Regions from separate parts of the Mus musculus genome. Here region 2 is linked to region 1. Evidence: chromatin contacts called from public promoter capture Hi-C data. All regions are on one chromosome and are shown on one strand. The core of a region is the stretch at or near the end of the contact, and the rest is flanking DNA. Distances in the headings are between cores, read along the strand shown.

Evidence for each region. Capture Hi-C pulls out chosen DNA fragments and counts their contacts.
Region 2: a contact with region 1 is called in a promoter capture Hi-C map of adipose tissue, with 2.3 times the contacts expected there. The contact joins the promoter of Apold1 here to the promoter of 4933406J09Rik in region 1. A contact is called at or near these places in 4 of 39 promoter capture datasets (the 3T3-L1 cell line, cranial neural crest, liver and 1 more), 1 of 115 datasets of contacts at active chromatin or transcription factors (pancreatic cancer cells) and 1 of 9 other capture datasets (adipose tissue).

What each region holds. Positions count from the first base shown.
Region 1 is chr6:134,401,633-134,405,406 of GRCm38.p6, forward strand. It overlaps 4933406J09Rik (RIKEN cDNA 4933406J09 gene), which reads right to left and starts at 1,783. Exons shown (of 9, transcript NR_153848.1): 1 at 1,233-1,783. The region is part of intron 2 of Bcl2l14 (BCL2-like 14 (apoptosis facilitator)); the gene reads left to right.
Region 2 is chr6:134,980,044-134,983,817 of GRCm38.p6, forward strand. Apold1 (apolipoprotein L domain containing 1) reads left to right here and starts at 1,958. Exons shown (of 2, transcript NM_001109914.1): 1 at 1,958-1,986; 2 at 3,539-3,774. The coding sequence starts at 3,542. Gm36428 (a long non-coding RNA gene) reads right to left here and starts at 3,602. Exons shown (of 3, transcript XR_003956531.1): 1 at 3,095-3,602; 2 at 2,094-2,351; 3 at 1,855-2,012.

The DNA.
Region 1 (3,774 bases), core at 533-3,032:
CATATGTCAACAACAGCTGGCAGTTTCTGAAACACCAGCTTTGTACCCCGACACCTGACAAGTGCTTCCCACGAAAACCTTGGTCATTTGGTCTTTACACAAAGTCAGATCTTTCTGTCTTCTCTTAATAAACTAGGAAACAGAGGCTAGTGTGGTTAAGGGAACTGTTCGTAAGCTATTTAGAGAGTTAGAAGTATGGCTCAGTGGCAACCATGAGTCTGTACAGACTTCAGTTTGGATGCCCAGAAAAACCTCGGCATGGTGGCCCACATCTGTAACCCAGCGCGGGGGACAGAAGCATGCAGAACTCAGGGGCTTGCTGGATGGCTAACTGAGGCAGCAAGCCCCAGGTTCAATGAGAGACTACAATAAAGTGGAAAAACAATGAGGAAGAGAGAGGAAAGAGAAAGGGGGAGCGAGGGAGGGAAGAAGGGAGGGGGAAGAAGATGGAGAAAGGGAGAGCATCCAGTTGGGAAATGACAGACCCAAGGCTCACATCTAGAACTCTCACCTGACTCTGTGGTCCATATCCCTCCCCAAACTCCTCTTCCCATCATCTGTGAATTCATCACTACCCAAGTCAATCATAAAAAAAATGTCAAACAGATTCGAGGACAGTGCTCAAAGGTGAATTTCAAACCTCCCACTGTATATTTGCTGGTTATTCACAGTCAGGGGTGAGGCATTTTTCACAGAATGTTGGACTTGTTGCCCACACTCAGACACCCAAGCCAGTGCAAGCCAATGGTTCTTATTCCACACCTGCACACATCACACTCTGGGTAGCAATGAGAAGCCACCCGAGGAGTTTTACATCTATACCTGTTTTGTCATTGTCCAACTCATCCCCGTGCACATCCTGAGACCTTTGACCCCTAGTTATAGAACATGCATTGCAAATGTTCTTCCCTAACTCTGGGATTTTGTTCTCTGGGTGGTGTAAGAGTTGAACTCAGTGTCTCAGATACACTAGGCAGGCACTCTGCCGCTGAGCTAGCCCCAGCCCTCCTCACAGAACACACGAAACTCACTCATCCTCCATATAACTATCCTCTAATAACTCAGTTGTTTAGTGTGAGGCTTCTGAACTGCCAACTCCCCAACACTGTGAAGGTCAGCCCGCTCCTCCAACACCTCTCGACAGTAACCCATTCTTGGTTTATTTTCTATGGCTGCGATAAAGCCGGCATGACCAAGAGCAGCCTAGAGAAGAAAGGGTTAATTTGACTTACCATGACCTGATCGCTGAGGAAAGCCAAGGAAGGGATCTGGAGGCAGAAACTGAAGCGGAGACCTGAGAAACTGCCTTGTTCCCCACACCTTGCTCAGCTGGCTCTTTTCTGTAACAGAGGATCGCCTCTCCAGCTTGTCATGCGGCTTGTTCACATCTTCACAGATCAGGAAACAGAAAGCTCCTGTAGGAAATAGAGGCCCAAGGCCCGACCTGAATCCTTCTAAGGATTTCTTAACCTTCGAAAAACAGCGCCACCTACTGGGCACGAATGTTCAAGCACATGAGCCACGGAGGACACCAAACTTCACCTCCTTCGCATCCCTCATCCAGTCAGAGGCACAATGAGTAACAGAAATGACTCCAATGCATCCAAATGTGCCTCAGGCAACCAAGCCTATAGTCCAAGGTGAAGATTCGGTGGGGCTGAAAGCCAAAGAACTTAAATGATTTAACTAAGGGTTAAATTAATTTAAAGTAAAATCATATGTTGTAAAGAACTGGTGTCAGATTGGTCCCTTCAACATTCCACCGTGGATAGGGGAGGCTCCTGAGGCGTCCACCCACCCCACCCCACCCTGCCAAGGAGCTAGTGGCAGTTAACAGTTGCTGGGGTGAGGGTGCCATTTCTTCAGTGGTGTAGCCACTGGTAAGTTGCCCCTGCTTTAATTAAATGACCCACCCCATAGCCATGATCACACAAGCAGCCCTCGTGGGGCTAAAAAAGGCATGGGAAGAAGAAAGTCAATACAAGCGTGAGGGAGAACGGTAATAGGGTAAGACTATGACCACAATATGTTGTACACTCGTGTGAAAGTGTAAAAATAAATGTATTTGGCTTGACTGACACATTAAAAAGAGCTTATTTCAAATGCCTTCTGTAACACCGAACCGAAACCAATACAATATTCTCTCCGGTTTGAAGGAGACCTTCTAACACTAAGCATTTATAGTCAGATAAGGACTGCTGAGATGATGTACAAACAGGACAAACTGGAAAAGCTGCTCTCTGCAGGACAACAAAGGAACGCATTCTGCAGGAACCGGTTCTCGTTTTCATGGGAGGTATTGTGTTTACATTACCCTCATTTTCTACACATTAACTTGCATCTCCATAGACTTGCAATGTGGACGAATCTAGAGCACGCAAGGGTCAGGCCTCTAGGAACCAGACGGTTTCCAAACTCCCAACCACCCACTGAGGAGATATCACCAGGCTTTTACCTGTTTCAGACAGTGTAGTATTTTTCTGCTCCAGAGTCAAGTGGCAATGATCCTGGTTCTAGATAAGAAGACAAAGAGTTAATCAAAGACATCTAAATAGTGACAGGAAAGATAGTCAGGGTCTGGGCTCTATAGACAGACAGCCTGGGCTCTCTTCAACCTCAGCTTAGCCGCATATGTCACCTTAAGCAATTCGGTGCCTCGGTTTTCTTATCTGTAAGTTGGGCATAACTATAAACACTCTCTACACAGCTGAGTTTTAAGAAGAAGGAGAAGAAGAAGAAGAAGAAGAAGAAGAAGAAGGAGGAGGAGGAGGAGGAGGAGGAGGAGGAGGAGGAGGAGGAGGAGGAGAAGAAGAAGAAGAAGAAGAAGAAGAAGAAGAAGAAGAAGAAGAAGAAGAAGAAGAAGAAGAAGAAGAAGTGACTCCAAAAAATCCCAGCTATTGTAATGACACCTCTCTGCAGCCCGAGACTATGAAAACATGCTTCTGTTTATTTTTAAAGTTGATGACCGACTAGGTCGAGAAGTCTCTCTTGATGACCATAAATTCGACAAGATGGATGTTCGCTTTCTCCAAGTTTCTCATTGCCTCTCCTAGAGTAGACACAGACTCATTGTCAGTCAGGTGTAGACCAACATTTGCCCTCATGGCTTCCGGTAGAGGAAGAGGTGATATTAGCGTCAAGTCTGAGATGTTCTTAATTGTGGAGTCCTCAAAGGAAGTTGGGGATAGCTAAATCCACCACAATTCTATCCCGCCTCTGTGCCTGGACGACCCTGATGGAAGTTCAATGCTTCTGGCTCTGGCCTTGCCTCTTACTGCACCAGCAACACCATCACTGCTCAGCCTCAAACACAATTTTGGATTTACTGACAAGTATGGGGGTGGGGAGGCATCCCTCCCACATTCTCTTTCTGGGTTCTTCCATACTAAAAGATATAACTAACCAAAGAAAAATTAGTTTCGAGAAACATGCACTACACAGATTCCAGGAGAATTGAGTAGTGAAAAACCCTGTGTCTGAGCCAGATTTGGGGATGCGCATCAGGAAACGGAAGCAGGAAGATCACAAGTTCAAAGCCAGTGGAGCTACATAGCAAGACCTCATCACAAAAAACTAAAAGGAACTGGTTGTGGTGGCACACACCTTTGATCCCAGCACTTGAGAGGCAGGGGCAGCTGGATCTCTGTGAGTTTGAGGTCAGCCTGGTCTACAGAATGAGTTCCAGGTCAGCCAAAGCTACATTCACAGAGAAACCCTATTTAAAAAAACAAAAAAACAAAAAACAAAAAACAAAAAGATAAATAAGTAAATAAA
Region 2 (3,774 bases), core at 708-3,207, 580 kb after region 1:
GGAATGGCACCTACCAACAGTGTGCTGGGCCTGTCTATATATGTGTGTGTGTGTGTGTGTGTGTGTGTGTGTGTGTGTGTACATGCACGTGGGAGTAAGAGAATGGCTTTGAGTGTTGTTCCTCATGTGCTGGCTGCCCTTTTGTGGTTGGAGTAGATAGAGCTTGTGATGTAAGCTAGGCTGCTCGACCAGCAACACCACACTTGGCAGTTTTAAATGTAGGTCCTGAGGATTAGACTCAGGCCCCTGTGCTTCCAGGTTTTGCTCTCCAGTTCGGGCTGACCTTGAACTTTGAGCAAACTATGATGCTTCCTTCCAGGTGCTGGGATGACAGGCCTGTGCCACCATGCCCAGCCGTTCTGCCTCTTATCTCAAGAGTACAAGTAGACGCTGGGGCCATTCTGCTCGGTTATGTCTATTCTGTAGGAGCTATAACCAGAACACTTGGACGTGGACTAAATTCTGACTGATCAAGGTCAAGAGCAGCAGGGTGTGCTGCAGGTGGCACTGCTCTGGTAAAGACAGGTTATCCATACGAAAGTGAGGGGCTTAATTGTGTTCTACAATGATAGAGCTGTTGAAACTTTCCAAATGGGGCAGAGCAAGAGGCAAGTTCAATGCCAGTCTGATCTACTTAATGAGTTCTAGGCTAGCCAGAACTCCATAGTGAGACCGCACTGAACAGATGCAAGAGACTCCAAATGAATAAGGGGGACTTTTGTTTCGTTTTGGGAACAGGGTCTCACGTAGCCCAGGCTGGATTCCAACTAGCTATGAATCCGAAGCTGACCTTGAATGTCTAACCCTCAAGCTTTTACTTCCTGGTGCTGGAATTACAGGGGTGGGCCACAGTGATGGGTTTCTGGGTGCCAGTGTTAGAATCCAGGGCCTCCGCGTGCTAGTCTACTGCACCTCCAGCTGGAGACATGAATCATTTAGGTGAAAACCAGTTTGGCCTTTGACGATGGTGTCAGGGGTCCTTTGGTGAGACTGGGTTTCCCAACTAAGCTTCAGCTTCTCCCCTCCCCCCACCCCCACCCTAACTGCTTCAGGGATAGCTATGGGGTGCATCGCCATCTGGTCTGGGTAAAGGCACAGAAAGAAGCTACATTCATTTCCCCGCCTGCACGCTCTGTAATAGATAACTGTTTTTCAGACCCTGCTGGGGAACCTGTAGCTAGAATCCACTCATTTAACCATGATGCAAGCTACAGTCCTCGCTTCATATGAAAACCCCGGAAGCCATCATCTCCCCGCTGCCATGGAAAGTGTATAATTAGCTCGGTGTGCAGCTTGACCCCAGTGATTTTTCTGACGCACTTGGCCCCGCAGTGTGCCCTTTTTGAGACCTCCTGTGTCTTCTCCACAGCTGGAGATGCCCTAAACTGCACGCAGCACTTCCTGTGGGCGTGGTCTTGAATTTTAGGCGCTCCTTGGTGCTGGCTGCCCTCCCTTAATGGGTCACATGCTTCAGCTACTTACATCCCCACAAAGCTCTTTGAAAAGGACCATGAGTGGCTGTATCGATCATAATTAAGTTTTCCGGTCCCTCCTATTTCTTTTTAAAAATGATTTTCTGATGGAGTCCTCTCAAAGAAACACTATAATTGGGCAGCCTGGGGCATGTGGGAAAGCCTCCCCCGATGGCGTCAGTAGCTATTCTCAGGAGAGGAAAGGCAGGGTATCCCCACTGGGAGATGACAGCACTTGTTTCAAGTTGGGGAAGAGCCTGTGGTTCTCTTCCTGCGTTTGGAGGGGAAAGCGAACACACAATATTCATTTCCTAAATACGGGACGTGCTTTGCCAGCGTCTCTTTTTCCAACATGTCATATCCTGGCCGAAGGCAGCAGGGGTCAGGGCAGGAAACAGCAGCTTCTCAGAATGAGACAAGGCTTTCCCAGAGCCGTCATTGGCTCCTGGGAGCTATAAAGTATGCTCGTCCAGAAACAGTCTCCCACTTTTCTTCCTGGAGGCCAGAGTGAAGGGTAAGTGGGGAGTCCGAGGGATGTGTCTGCAATGGGATTGGTGATATCGGGGTCAACTCTCGAGGCGTCATGTATTTGGAGTGACTTTTTCCCAACCTTCTTGTTACCTGAAAACTTCTTACTGGTCAGCTAGATCATGGAGGTCAACCAGGAGCTGTAGGACCTATGAGTCAGGAGACCAGTGTTCTTCTGGGGGCACTGAGAAACATCAGCTGTTGGTAGCCGGTCTCTAAAGGCCTTCATCTTAACCGAGGACAATGAGTTCTGGCTGTGCATGCCGATGCAAGCCTGGAATTCTAGAACTCAGGAGGTGGAGGCCGGAGAATCGGGGGTTTGAGGTCAACTTGGACTATGTAACAGCCTGTCTTTAAAAACAACAAAAACAAATGGAGAAAGATAAAAAATTAAATAACTTCTGCCCTGCTCGTTCAGGTCCGACATGCTCTTTCAGTGACTTATTTGGTGCCTTTAAGAAGTTCTGACTGGTGGAGAGTACAGTGTGTATGAAAATGGGGCTCCCTCATTACCAGGACAGATGGCCTTTTACAGATGAACCTGGTACATTCAGCTTTCTCCCTTAGTCACCTTTTATTGGCTTCAGTCCATCTGGACCCAAGGAAGCCTCCAGTGAGCTGCTAGCTAGCACCTTTTCTTTTTTACCTTGAGACAAATTCTTGTTATGTAGCCTTGGATGGCCTAGAACTCAGTATTTAGACCAGGTTGGCCTTGAACTCTCAATGATCCTGCCTCTGCCTCCCAAGTGCTAGGATTAGAGAGAGGGACAGGGACATTGAGAGAAGGAGAGAGAGAGAGAGAGAGAGAGAGAGAGAGAGAGAGAGAGAGAATATAATGATATAATGAGAATGGGGGGGGCAAGTACCTTGAGTCCCTAGGACACAAGTCTCCACATAATGAAAAGTTTTTGTTACGTTACATGCACGGTTTGCTACTTTTAAGGTGTTCTCTTCTTTTTATTGGTCCTTGTTTGTCAGGAGTTGGGGAATAGAATAGGGTGTCACACCAGACAATGGCTCTACCCCTGAGCTGCATCCTCAGCCCAAGTGTCATTTTGAAAACAGAGCAAAGTCTCTGTTTTCAGAGCATTTACCTGGAGCAGCTTTCTAATAGTCTCCACCTTCCCGTTTAAACCTTTATTTAAATCTGTGGATGGTGTCCATAGATTTTGTTCCCTGGAAGGAAAGCAGAAGACAGCATAATCTCTGTTGGAACGCACAGTTAACGGGTTCTGGGAACTTGTGTGACTTGTCCCAGGCTCCAGAGCCTTTGGAAACTTGACCCATAACCCAGTAGTAACCTACCTCCCTGTTCCCAGTCCTGAGTGGTTTATTTATTCGTGTATTCATTTCGGCAGCCTTGTGGATTGAGTCTGAGGGTTGAACGCTAGGTAAGTGATCTACCATTAAGGCAACACGCCCAGCATAAAGTCTATTAATTATTTGAGGACTCTCTAGAGAGTGCACCGGGCAGCTCTAGCCTAGGGCAGCAACGGGTGCGGAAACTCGGGCTAACTGTGCGTCTATGTCCCTCACAGGGCATGGAGAAGCGGGCGGCCTGGGAGCCGCAGGGCGCCGATGCGCTGCGGCGCTTCCAAGGATTGCTGCTGGACCGCCGTGGCCGGCTGCACAGCCAAGTGCTGCGCCTGCGCGAAGTGGCCCGGAGGCTGGAGCGGCTACGCAGGCGCTCCCTGGCGGCCAACGTGGCGGGCAGCTCTCTGAGCGCCGCTGGTGCCCTGGCAGCCATCGTGGGGTTGTCACTCAGCCCGGTCAC